Regions from separate parts of the Sus scrofa genome. Here regions 2, 3 and 4 are each linked to region 1. The links are chromatin contacts, called in public HiChIP or PLAC-seq and promoter capture Hi-C maps. All regions are on one chromosome and are shown on one strand. The core of a region is the stretch at or near the end of the contact, and the rest is flanking DNA. Distances in the headings are between cores, read along the strand shown. Region 1 holds the start of LOC110261670 (histone H2B type 1-J). Region 2 holds the start of LOC574051 (histone H1.2-like protein). Region 3 holds the start of HIST1H2BD (histone cluster 1, H2bd). Region 4 holds the start of LOC110261671 (histone H2B type 1-H-like).

What was found. Promoter capture Hi-C pulls out the DNA fragments that hold promoters and counts their contacts. HiChIP or PLAC-seq counts read pairs in DNA pulled down with a chosen protein or histone mark.
Region 2: a promoter capture Hi-C map of liver shows a contact between it and region 1, with 5 times the contacts expected there. The contact joins the promoter of LOC574051 here to the promoter of LOC110261670 in region 1. A contact is called at or near these places in 3 of 5 promoter capture datasets (fetal liver and liver), 7 of 47 Hi-C or Micro-C datasets (alveolar macrophages, embryonic fibroblasts, epiblast stem cells and 4 more) and 2 of 2 datasets of contacts at active chromatin or transcription factors (alveolar macrophages and skeletal muscle).
Region 3: an H3K27ac HiChIP or PLAC-seq map of alveolar macrophages shows a contact between it and region 1. The contact joins the promoter of HIST1H2BD here to the promoter of LOC110261670 in region 1. A contact is called at or near these places in 1 of 5 promoter capture datasets (fetal liver), 8 of 47 Hi-C or Micro-C datasets (blood, fetal liver, heart right ventricle and 5 more) and 2 of 2 datasets of contacts at active chromatin or transcription factors (alveolar macrophages and skeletal muscle).
Region 4: a contact with region 1 is called in a promoter capture Hi-C map of fetal liver, with 16 times the contacts expected there. The contact joins the promoter of LOC110261671 here to the promoter of LOC110261670 in region 1. A contact is called at or near these places in 3 of 5 promoter capture datasets (fetal liver, fetal skeletal muscle and liver), 2 of 47 Hi-C or Micro-C datasets (epiblast stem cells and skeletal muscle) and 2 of 2 datasets of contacts at active chromatin or transcription factors (alveolar macrophages and skeletal muscle).

Annotation. Positions count from the first base shown.
Region 1 is chr7:21,219,071-21,222,029 of Sscrofa11.1, forward strand. LOC110261670 (histone H2B type 1-J) reads right to left here and starts at 1,493. Exons shown (of 1, transcript XM_021099843.1): 1 at 659-1,493. The coding sequence starts at 1,433. The coding sequence ends at 1,053. LOC110261666 (histone H2A type 1) reads left to right here and starts at 1,733. Exons shown (of 1, transcript XM_021099839.1): 1 at 1,733-2,617. The coding sequence starts at 1,762. The coding sequence ends at 2,154.
Region 2 is chr7:20,742,801-20,745,759 of Sscrofa11.1, forward strand. LOC574051 (histone H1.2-like protein) reads right to left here and starts at 1,556. Exons shown (of 2, transcript NM_001025216.1): 1 at 1,143-1,556; 2 at 916-1,140. The coding sequence starts at 1,556. The coding sequence ends at 916.
Region 3 is chr7:20,819,639-20,822,597 of Sscrofa11.1, forward strand. HIST1H2BD (histone cluster 1, H2bd) reads left to right here and starts at 1,452. Exons shown (of 2, transcript NM_001243656.1): 1 at 1,452-1,887. The coding sequence starts at 1,498. The coding sequence ends at 1,878.
Region 4 is chr7:21,581,009-21,583,967 of Sscrofa11.1, forward strand. LOC110261671 (histone H2B type 1-H-like) reads right to left here and starts at 1,514. Exons shown (of 2, transcript XM_021099844.1): 1 at 1,277-1,514; 2 at 1,035-1,274. The coding sequence starts at 1,466. The coding sequence ends at 1,087. It overlaps LOC100157763 (histone H2A type 1-H), which reads left to right and starts at 1,727. Exons shown (of 1, transcript XM_001928557.5): 1 at 1,727-2,544. The coding sequence starts at 1,779. The coding sequence ends at 2,165.

The DNA.
Region 1 (2,959 bases), core at 243-2,742:
GTATGTTTGCAGTTTAGGCCTGGTGAATCAAGGAGGTGGCATTCAGTAGTGAGACTTTTATTGTCAAAGAGTACTGACTGAGAAATTTTTGTTTCCTCTTCTGGTGAGACAAGGCTGCGCTATAGTTTCTCCATTGTTCCTCCATTGTCTCTGCATCCTCTCCCTTTCTTGACTAGCGACGGTTTCAACCTGCCCTTTGGAAACCACTGAAGGTCAAGGCTGAAGCCTATTCCCCTGCAGCAAAGAAATGGGGGGCGCAGAAAGGCTTTTGTGCACAGTAGCCCCTTAGGGCCGGGATCGGTTTCATTTCGTCTTTTAACGTCTCCCATTATACGGATATAGAGCAAGTGGAAATCAATATTCTAATTAAAAGTAAAAGTGTTTGTACTCCTCAAGCTGAAAATTACATTTCTTTCTCGTCAAAGAGAAATTCGAGAATAGAAAATCTCATTCTGGAGAGAGAAAAAAAAAGAATGAAAAGCAGAATGGTCTACACAAAATCTTTTACTCAAGGAACTTGTGTGCGCTGGTCTGAGAGAGGCGGAAAGGGGATCCTTTCAGCGCACAGAAACCCCTTAGTTTCCGGGATGCCGGCAACCAGACAGGCCGTGGAGAAGGGCGGCGCTGATCGCGGCAAATTTAACTGCCGGCGCCAACCTCTGCACCCGGGTAGGTAGGACTCCAGCTCTGTCCGACAAGTTACGGGAAATTTTTGATTTTACTTCCACTACTTAGCTGTAAAATCTATCAGAACTGATAGCTGAGCCCTTTTAAATATACTTAAGTTCCTAAATAACCGTGAAAAGCTCAGGATGAGGTTACACAAGGAGCTCGAGCTTTGCCAAGGTCAGATAACGTTACTCCTGTTAGTGGTCTCTTGTTATTTTGGGAACAGAAAGTTCTTTAAGACTGTTCAAGAAATTGTTCTGCTCGGCGACTAAATACCAAAATTACAAACGCCCAGCGCAAAAGTAAAAAGCACCAGCTCTCTTTCTGAAAGTGTGGGTGGCTCTTAAAAGAGCCGTTAGGATCGTTAGCAACCAACTCACTGTTTACTTGGCACTGGTGTATTTGGTGACAGCCTTGGTACCCTCGGACACGGCGTGCTTGGCCAGCTCCCCGGGCAGCAACAGGCGCACGGCCGTCTGGATCTCCCGGGACGTGATGGTCGAGCGCTTGTTGTAATGCGCCAGCCGCGAGGCCTCGCCAGCGATGCGTTCGAAAATGTCATTAACGAACGAATTCATGATGCCCATAGCCTTGGAGGAAATGCCGGTATCCGGGTGCACTTGCTTCAGCACCTTGTACACGTAGATGGAGTAACTCTCCTTGCGACTGCGCTTGCGCTTCTTGCCGTCTTTCTTCTGCGCCTTGGTCACAGCCTTTTTGGAGCCCTTCTTCGGAGCTGGCGCGGACTTTGCTGGCTCAGGCATAATTCAAAGCAGCTAAAAATGCCTCCAGGAAAAATGAAAACCGCTATGACGAACACACAATGTGTCCTTTTTATATAGAATCTCTTATGCAAATAAGGTGATTAGCTAAAGACTTTGTCTGATTGGTGGCTAATCAAGTAAAATGTCCGGAATTAGTTCTGTCCAATCAGAACGCAAGAGTCCCAAACTCGCGTTTTCATTGGTTAAATTAAGCCAAAATGTTAACCAATGACACGCATTCTTCTTCGCGCCCAATAAGGGTTATAAAAAGTGCCGCGCCTGGACTTTCGCTTTGCTAACTACCACAAGCGAAGCTGCTGTCGCTATAATGTCGGGAAGAGGCAAACAGGGAGGCAAAGCCCGCGCCAAGGCCAAGACTCGCTCCTCGCGGGCCGGGCTCCAGTTCCCGGTGGGTCGAGTGCACCGCCTGCTCCGCAAGGGCAACTATGCCGAGCGGGTCGGCGCCGGCGCGCCGGTGTACTTGGCGGCGGTGCTGGAGTACCTGACGGCCGAGATCCTGGAGCTGGCGGGCAACGCGGCCCGCGACAACAAGAAGACGCGCATCATCCCGCGCCACTTGCAGCTGGCCATCCGCAACGACGAGGAGCTCAACAAGCTGCTGGGCAAGGTCACTATCGCTCAGGGCGGTGTCTTGCCCAACATCCAAGCGGTGCTGCTGCCCAAGAAGACTGAGAGCCACCACAAGGCCAAGGGCAAGTAATGGCCTAGATTTCGGCGACACGCATCAAACCAAACCAAAGGCTCTTTTCAGAGCCACCCACATTTTCTGGAAAAGAACTTAACATCTATCTTGTTTGGGAAGATGAAAAGAGATTTAATGTGAAAATTTCCTTAACTTCTAGTTTGGTCAAGTCGAAGTGTGGTAAAAGGCTTCATATTTGAATTAAAAAGTAAAATGACTTCATAATGACACATTAGGTTCATTGGCTGTGGAAAGACGGGCAGCTGAGTGTTTGGGGCGGGGAGTAGAGACTATTTCTAGGGCGGCTTGTAAACTGTTTACTACAAATGAGCGGCTTTAAACAAATTCTCGACTCGGGAGGCCAAAAGTTCAAAATCTAAGTGCTGCTAGGGTTCCTGCTGGAGTCTTGAGGGAGGAATCATTCTGTACTTGCCAGCTTCTGGTGGTTGCCAACAATTCCTTGGTTTGTGGCAGCATATCTTCAATCTCCCACCTTCCCAGTGTGTCTCTCTGTCCTCTTAGGGATAGCCAGCGGTCGTTAGGTTTGGGCCCACACTATATCCGATTGAAACAGTGGCATACGTGAAACATTTAAGCAAAGACAAGTTTCAGGAAGTTAATTAAGTTTAAGACCAAGAATGTATAAGCAAGATAAAGGACAGAGAAAGCAAGGGTAGAAAGTGAGTTCATAATCAGAGGTCAGGTCATGTAGGACTACAATCATGTAGGATTTTATATGCCATGATATAAGTTTGCAAATCATTCTAAGAGTTTTGAACAGAGGAATGGCATAACGTGATTTACACTTCTTCAAAAGTTCATT
Region 2 (2,959 bases), core at 306-2,805, 480 kb before region 1:
GACCGGCCCGCCAGGACAAAATGGCCGACTAAAAGTTGTTTTTGATGTGCTCCAAACCGTCACACATTTATCCAAAGTTAAACTATGCGAGGAACAGAAAAAAATCCCTAGCCTAGCCTTGCCCTGGGCGGAGGAGCAGTTGCCGCCGGCGTAGCAGTTTTTCACTAGTTCCTTTACTGCCACAGTAAACAGGAATTAAAAGAACGCAACGCTGGGAAGGAGGTGGGGCAAGGGCGCCTACACGCACTCTCCTCCCTGGGTTGGACGCTACCAACGCCCTCAGTAGACACCAACTTGACTTTCGGATACATGGAAAACCACTGAAAAACAACACTTGGCTCTATCAAGTAAAAGGGTTTATGCAACAGTAAGAAAACAAACATCCGAGAACATAGAACATGGATAGAGGCCGGCCACCAACCAATGAAACACAGCGTGAAAATCATGGGCTGGAGCAGGGAGCCAACCCAGTAACTGGGCGGGACTTTTGAATGGGTTTTTAGCCCAATCGGAATATCCCTTCGGCCTGAAAACTGGCTGAATGTATTTGTGGTTGTTTTGCTGTTCACAGGAGAGGGGTGGGGCTGGCGGATGTCCCAAGTGCGCCAGGCGCCGGAAAGCCTTTGCAAACTGCTGACCGGGAGGCAGACCCAGGAAGGTGCTGCTACCCCACAGGGAGGGGTCGAGGGTCTGTCTACCCGCCCACTGAACTGCTCCGCCGACCTCTCCGCCCTTCCAAGGTAGTGTCCGCCACAGCTCGCGCCCAAACCCGCCTTAGGATTAAAAATTAGAAGGGGTTAAGTGTAGAGCGACAAGACAAGTAGGACCAAAGTTAAAGTACACAGCTCTTTTTTTGAGATCCGTGGTGGCTCTGAAAAGAGCCTTTTTGGGTTTTAGAAGCAGACGTTCAGCAACCTACTTCTTTTTGGGTGCAGCCTTCTTGGGCTTTGCAACCTTGGGCTTGGCGGCCTTGGGCTTCACTGCCTTAGCCGCGCTCTTGGCAGCCTTCTTAGGTTTGGCAGCCTTAGCTTTCTTTGGGCTCTTGGCCACTTTCTTGGTCACAGCAGCTGCGGCCGGCTTCTTCGCCTTCTTCGGGGTCTTCTTAGCGGCTTTTTTCGGGGTGGCCGAGCCCATGGCCTTTTGGGCTTCTTGGCTGCCCCAGCACTTTTCTTGGGCTTGGCCGCGCCCGACTTCTTGGCCTTGGGCTTGGTCTCACCGGTGGCCGCCTTCTTGTTGAGCTTAAAGGAGCCAGAAGCCCCAGTGCCCTTGGTCTGTACCAAGGTGCCCTTGCTCACCAGGCTCTTGAGACCCAGCTTGATGCGGCTGTTATTCTTCTCCACATCGTAGCCAGCAGCCGCCAGCGCCTTCTTGAGCGCAGCCAGGGACACGCCGCTGCGCTCCTTGGAGGCAGCAACAGCCTTGGTGATGAGCTCGGACACTGGGGGTCCAGACGCCTTACGGCGCGCCCCAGCAGGCTTCTTGGCGGCCTTCTTCTTGACCGGGGTCTTCTCCGCAGGAGGCGCGGCGGCGGGAGCGGCAGGAGCAGTCTCCGACATGATGAAGATCGAGAACTCGGGTACAAGTGGCAAAGCGCCGATGCAGCCGCGCCTGGGTCGGGCCGCCGTATATATAGAGCGCAGGCGCGCGCTGATTGGTGCTCCGGTCGCCCGCCTGGCTGGCAGGCTCTGAGCCGCCGCGGTGCGCCCAAGTTGTGTTTGTTCCACTGCACAAAAAGGGGAAAATATTAAAATACCTCGCACCAAATCACTCGGATTTGCTCGGAAAAGGATCCGAGAAGCCTCAGGCTTCGTGATCTATCTTTATTTTTTCCGCAACCACCAAGACTACGCGTCCAGGCGTCCCCAACTCCCCCAACTCCTAGGGAAATCCTGGGCAGTCGGAGACCACTTTCTGTTTTTCTTCTAAATTACCTGTTCGCTCCTTTGCCCCTGGAAGTTCTTTTTCTCAGGGGTGGTTGGGCACATGCTTCCCTTCTTTGGGGGCCAAACACAAAATGATTTCCACCTAAATTTACACCAGAATTCTGTTTCTTCGCAAGGGAAGTAACACAGGTCCTCTGTGATTTCTGCGTACAGACCCACAGGAACTGTGGACTGGGACAAGGATTCTGGGCCAGTCCAAAGCAGTTAGGGCGGGATGGGAGGGGGTTCGTAGGCCTTGGGGGTCCTGGGTGGTGGGGGGTTAGAGACCTAAATCTTTGATTTGAAGACATTGAAACTATCAAATGCCTCTTTTCATAGATGGGGGCGGGGCACTCTTCACTTCTCCAAAGGCAAGAAATTAGGCTGTTTTTTAAAAGCTCTCAGGTTCCCCTCTGGGTTGTGCCAGGTAGGGGGTCAGGCCCTCAAGAATAGGGATAATAAGAGAAAAAGAGAGACCCCCTCCACACACACACACAAGCCTGCAAATAAACCCCAGTAGACTTGGCAGTCCAGGGAAGTTGAGACGATCTGTTTTCAAATAAGTGTGTATATATTTATTTATTTTTGTATGCTTCAATAAAGAGATGCATTTCAGCGCATGAAAATTCTAGGTTACTTCTAATAACAAACAATGTCTAACACATGTCCTGGTATAGAAGGACATTCTCTAACTGGGAACTCAAAAGTCTAGATGGAATTTAAAGCAACAAGATACATTTTTGACTTTTAGGATGAACCACAGATTTGAAATAGCTGAAAATGGCACATTTTTAAAGAGAAATAGAGGAAAAAGACTAGAACAAAAAAATTATGATACGACTTTTTGCTGATAAGCTCACCTCTTCTCATCGTCTCTAAGTTGGGCCAGGTGTATTCTATTCTCAAGTTCACTTTACTACTACATCTAGATGAAAATATGTAATAAAGATGTCTGTTAGATGTGGTAGTCAAAAGGGGTTATACAAATTAAGTTCAGTGGTGAATGAAAAAGGAGGCATCCTCTTTGAGACTAAGGA
Region 3 (2,959 bases), core at 202-2,701, 400 kb before region 1:
ATGTCCGAGACTGCGCCTGCCGCGCCGGCTGCTCCGGCCCCTGCGGAGAAGACGCCAGTGAAAAAGAAGGCCCGCAAGTCTGCAGGTGCTGCGAAGCGCAAGGCGTCTGGACCTCCCGTGTCCGAGCTCATCACTAAGGCTGTCGCCGCCTCCAAGGAGCGCAGCGGCGTGTCCTTGGCTGCGCTCAAAAAGGCGCTGGCGGCCGCTGGCTACGATGTGGAGAAGAACAACAGCCGTATCAAGTTGGGTCTGAAGAGTTTGGTGAGCAAGGGCACCCTGGTGCAAACCAAGGGCACTGGCGCCTCCGGCTCTTTCAAGCTCAACAAGAAGGCGGCCACCGGGGAAGCGAAACCCAAAGCCAAGAAAACGGGCGCGGCTAAGCCCAAAAAGCCCGCGGGAGCGGCTAAGAAGCCCAAGAAGGCGACGGGGACGGCCACCCCGAAGAAGAGCGCCAAAAAGACTCCAAAGAAGGCGAAGAAGCCTGCCGCGGCTGCAGGAGCCAAAAAAGCAAAGAGCCCCAAAAAAGCGAGAGCCGCCAAGCCTAAGAAGGCGCCCAAGAGCCCAGCGAAGGCCAAAGCGGTGAAACCTAAGGCGGCTAAACCAAAGACCGCCAAGCCCAAGGCAGCCAAGCCAAAGAAGGCGGCAGCCAAGAAGAAATAGGAAGTCCCTTTGGCCAACGGCTTACAAGCTCTACACAACCCAAAGGCTCTTTTCAGAGCCACCCACAGATCTCCGGAAAAGAGCTGTTGCACACTCTTAAGGGGGCGTGGCTGGGAGGAAAAGGCTGCGAGTTAAAGGGCGGGCCTCCGGGGACGGGAGGTGGGTCTTCATAGCGATTCATTTAAAACCTGTGGGAGGTGTAGCGGGCCGGGTATTTTGTCTGTCCCGAGTTTGGTTGGGTAGAAGGCCCACATCTTGCACACGTTTGGGAGTCAGGACTGATTCCGTTCGTGTTGCCCTAGCGCTATCTTCTAAGTATCCATTGCACAAATGTTAAGGTTAACGAACGTGAACTTGAAGGTGACCCAGCTCACCTTCAAGTTGATGTATGTGGTGGCTGCAAATTATTAGCTGTCCCAGGCGCAGGATAAGGCGTTTGCCCACCAACTTCATCAGCAGGACACTTAGATGGCTGCTAGTTGCGTGCAAACCCAATGCACCGAGTTATTAAAACTAACCCGTTCTAGGCTAAGCAGCCTTCTCTTAGCGGTGAAATACAGAGTGCAACTACTTGAAAAAACTATTTATACTAGCTGTGAGTAGCCTAGTCCAAGCCCTCTGATTGGGTCGAAGCAAAGTAAGTTAACAGCCAATGGAAACGTAGACCTGCAAGTTTCATTTACATTCGTGTTTGTGACGCCACAATAAAATTAATCCAATCGTGAGCGAAACCTTACTAACCTCATTTGAATACCGCATCTATAAATAAATGTGGCCTCACCCTGACTGACTATTTTCCCAGGTGTTAGCCTTGCAGTTCTAACTTTTAACGCTGCTATGCCTGAACCCACCAAATCTGCTCCCGCCCCGAAGAAGGGGTCCAAGAAAGCGGTGACTAAGGCGCAGAAGAAGGATGGCAAGAAGCGCAAGCGCAGCCGCAAGGAGAGCTACTCCGTGTACGTGTACAAGGTGCTGAAGCAGGTCCACCCGGACACTGGCATCTCGTCCAAAGCCATGGGCATCATGAACTCCTTTGTCAACGACATCTTCGAGCGCATCGCGGGTGAGGCCTCGCGGCTGGCGCATTACAACAAGCGCTCGACCATCACGTCCCGGGAGATCCAGACGGCCGTGCGGCTGCTGCTGCCCGGGGAGCTGGCCAAGCACGCCGTGTCCGAGGGCACTAAGGCCGTCACCAAGTACACCAGCTCCAAATAAATTTGCCAAGTAAGCATCTTTACTGTTAACCCCAAAGGCTCTTTTAAGAGCCACGCATGCTCTCAGCAAATGAGTTGTAATTGTTTAATTCCAAAGACTACTTTTTGAGTTCCCCCAAATTTAAAGTTTCGTTGCCATGCTTTAGTGCTCCAATAACAGCTACTTAGGAAATACTTATGAAGAACCTACGCAATAACTATGTGCCATAGGTTGCGGGTTCACTGTGGGCAAGTACCGATGAATTATTTAATGTCACCTAACTAAATGTTAGTTTGCACTCAAAATGCCATTTCAAGGGTACACCTTTCCTTTCCGTGTGTAGGTCTCCAAGTTGATCCTGGCGTTGTTCCAGAACTTGCGGATGACAGATTACCCAGAGCAGGAAACAGCATGCTCTGACAACTTCATTCTGCACTTTTTCTATTCTATTTTTCTTTTTTCTTTTTCAAGCCATGTAGACATATCTGAAAAAAGGCTGAAGACAATGTGAGTTTTCACAGATATATTGCAAAGGCTTTACTGGTTTGCTTGCTTTGTAATTGGTGCAGTTCTGCTTGAGGTTCTGAGCAGCGGCAGGGGAGGTAAAGGAGAAGCCCAAACTATCCTAAAGGATCCGACGGAAGGGAAAAGGAAAGGGAAGCCGTCTTTGAAATCCCTTGAAATCCTCTCAGCTACTCTATCTTCTTTCCCAGAAAGTCCTAATTAATTCTTAGTCCTGGGGGCGGGGCAGCATTCAGCTTTAATATTCTCTGGGTCAAAAGAGAGAAGCCCAAACTCTCAATCGGTTAATGTGTCGGAATCAGGGCTTAAGCCCCCTTTTCAGCACCCTTACCGCTTTACCGAATGTCCCCGAGCATCAAGGGTAGAGAGGAAGTAGAAAGGGAAGGGCAGGCAGCCCCTTCTGGCAGCAGTTGGCTTTTGCTGCACTAAGTCGGATAGCCTTAAGTGTTTTCATTGCTGGGGAAGATAAAACCTCTGAAAGGAAGTGGGGGCGGGGGAGCCTGTGGCAGGAAGGAAAGGAATCGATAATCAGAGGTGGCCAAGAAAATTGCAAAGTAGATGAGGCTGGACTGGGAGTGAA
Region 4 (2,959 bases), core at 264-2,763, 360 kb after region 1:
CTCTCTCCAACCCTCTCCTTGTGTTACCAAGTGCAAGCTTGTTCTGCCTGCTGCAGGACAGGTCAACAAATTGGGAGATGAGGTGTCGGGGCAAGGAATAACTTTATTCGGAAAGTCGGGAGTCTCAGCTATCAGACTAATGTCCTAGAGAACCATCTGACTGGAGTCTGGATGCTAGTTTCTTTTGGGGGGTTTCGGGGAAGGAGGCCAGGCCAGGAATGGAATACCACAGCAGTAATCAGATCCAGAGCAGTGACAATGCTTGATCCTTAGCCAGCTGAGCCACCACAGAATTCTATGTATTTTCAACATAGCAAGGCCGAGGCAAGGCAGGGAAGGACTAGGGTAATGGTGATTCTAAGCGTCACGGTAAGGTGCTGTGTGACATCCAGAGCATCACCAAGCCCATTAGGTTCCTTGCCCGCAGCGATGGAGTCAAGAGCACCTGGTTCCCTCTAGATATCCACCAGGCGCTGAGATTTTTTTTAAGACACCGTGATCCTGACGGCGTTAACCTACTTAAATACGCCAAGCCGAAGACTGCCTGGCTATGGACTTTGTTCCCTGAAGCACCAGAGCCAAACCCTCTATGCCCTTAGCGGCGATTCCCCTGTATCTTATATTTCCGTCAACTTGTAAAGGCTCTTTTCACGAATACTTATTTGTCTCTTAAGGAGTTAGAAAGCTCTTCAGATCACATCTTGTAGCTGGATCACTTGTTCTTTAGTTCCTGCATTTTCACAGGGCATTGTGACCTGCTGCAAAATGATGAGGGGAAGGACTGCAGTGTACAAGTTTGTAGTACCTGTACACGTAGACAGCAGAAGTCGAAAATTATAGGCTTCCAGGTGCCACTTACAGAAGGTACTAAAAATCATTTGAATCTAGGGGACTCGAGTTCCTTCCCTGAACACCTGTCAGATAAACCGCAAGTTTGGGGCAAGTGTTATTTTCAATTACCACCCAGAGCCCTACGCACTTCACCCCGCCCCTCCAAGAGACAGACAAAGCACCACAGCTCTTTTTTGAAAAAGGTTAGGTGGCTCTGAAAAGAGCCTTTGGGTTTGACACTGCCTACGAACACATTTACTTGGAGCTGGTGTACTTGGTGACAGCCTTGGTGCCCTCGGACACGGCGTGCTTGGCCAACTCCCCGGGCAGCAGCAGGCGCACGGCCGTCTGGATCTCCCGGGACGTGATGGTCGAGCGCTTGTTGTAATGCGCCAGCCGCGAGGCCTCGCCCGCGATACGCTCAAAGATGTCGTTGACGAAGAGTTCATGATGCCCATGGCCTTGGACGAGATGCCGGTGTCGGGGTGGACCTGCTTCAGCACCTTGTACACGTACACCGAGTAGCTCTCCTTGCGGCTGCGCTTGCGCTTCTTGCCGTCCTTTTTCTGCGCCTTAGTCACGGCTTTCTTGGAGCCTTTTTTGGGGGCAGGAGCGGACTTAGCTGGATCAGGCATGATGAAGTCTGGCGTTCGATGTAAAATGAACAGCCGAAGGCCAGAGAGGCGCCTCTTTAAGGGCTAGGGTTTATGCAAATGAGGTGGAAACAAGCTTTCTGGCGATTGGCTGTTACTCTCCACTGACCTCACAGATCTGTTTTACCCAATCAAGGAACGCATCCTATCTAGTCGTGTTTCCATTGGTCAAAACGAAAGTGAAACGTTAGCCAATCGTACAGCTTCCTTTTCGCGCCCTGCAGTGGCTATAAACTGTGGTTTCGGGACCTCAGACTCAGTCATCTTTGACAACTGCTGTTCAGTCTCCCAGTTATGTCTGGACGAGGAAAGCAAGGGGGTAAAGCTCGCGCCAAGGCCAAAACCCGGTCCTCACGGGCTGGCCTTCAGTTTCCGGTGGGCCGAGTGCACCGCCTGCTTCGTAAAGGCAACTATGCTGAACGGGTCGGCGCAGGTGCTCCGGTGTACCTGGCGGCGGTGCTGGAGTATCTGACCGCAGAAATCCTAGAGCTGGCGGGCAACGCAGCTCGTGACAACAAGAAGACACGCATCATCCCGCGTCACCTACAGCTGGCCATCCGCAACGACGAGGAACTCAACAAGCTGCTGGGCAAAGTTACCATCGCTCAGGGCGGTGTCCTGCCCAACATCCAGGCCGTGCTGTTGCCCAAGAAGACCGAGAGCCACCACAAAGCCAAATAAGTACTCGGCATAAAAACAACAAAACAAAAGGCTCTTTTCAGAGCCACTTCTATCATCATAAAAAGGTGACACTTGCATTTCCAATTAGCTTACCTCTTGTATTTAGCAGCCCTTGTCAACAAAATGACATTTGTGTTAGACTAGTTCAAAGGCCAATGAATCTGCAAGATTCTAGACTGACTCATGATTTAATATTGAGATGTCAAGAGTATTCTAAACTTGGTTGAAACAACGACGGTATTGGATGCTGTTAAGCTCATTCTAAGAATAATGATGAAGACAGTTGTTATTTCAAGAAATGCAGGCACAAAGTAGTGCATTTGTTTTCAATAAATTCTTATGACACGTGTCATTCGTTAAAGATACAATGTTAATAAAACACCACTTATCCCAAAGAAAATCTAACAGGGAGAAACCAAAACAAGGTGCAATGTAGCAAGAGATAAGCACAGGAATATAAAGGGAGCATAGAGGGGTAAATTCTGAGGTAACAGCTTGTTTGAGGATTAAAGGAAATTGGGAAGTAGAGGAAACTGCAGAGATTGCAGCAGAGAATAGGCATCACCAAACTCATGGCTTGTAAGTGCAGGCAAATAACAAAGTTCAATATTGGCAAATAAGGCAGAGAGAGCTGTAGGACACTTCATTGCTAATGCTAGTGTGTGGTGTGTGTGTGTGTGTGGCTAATGACTTCCAAATCTTTATGTCCCCATCTCAGATTTATCTCAAATTCAGACATGCATATTCATCTACTTTCTAAAATTCTTGTAGCTCTCTGGGAAATTAAAAATATA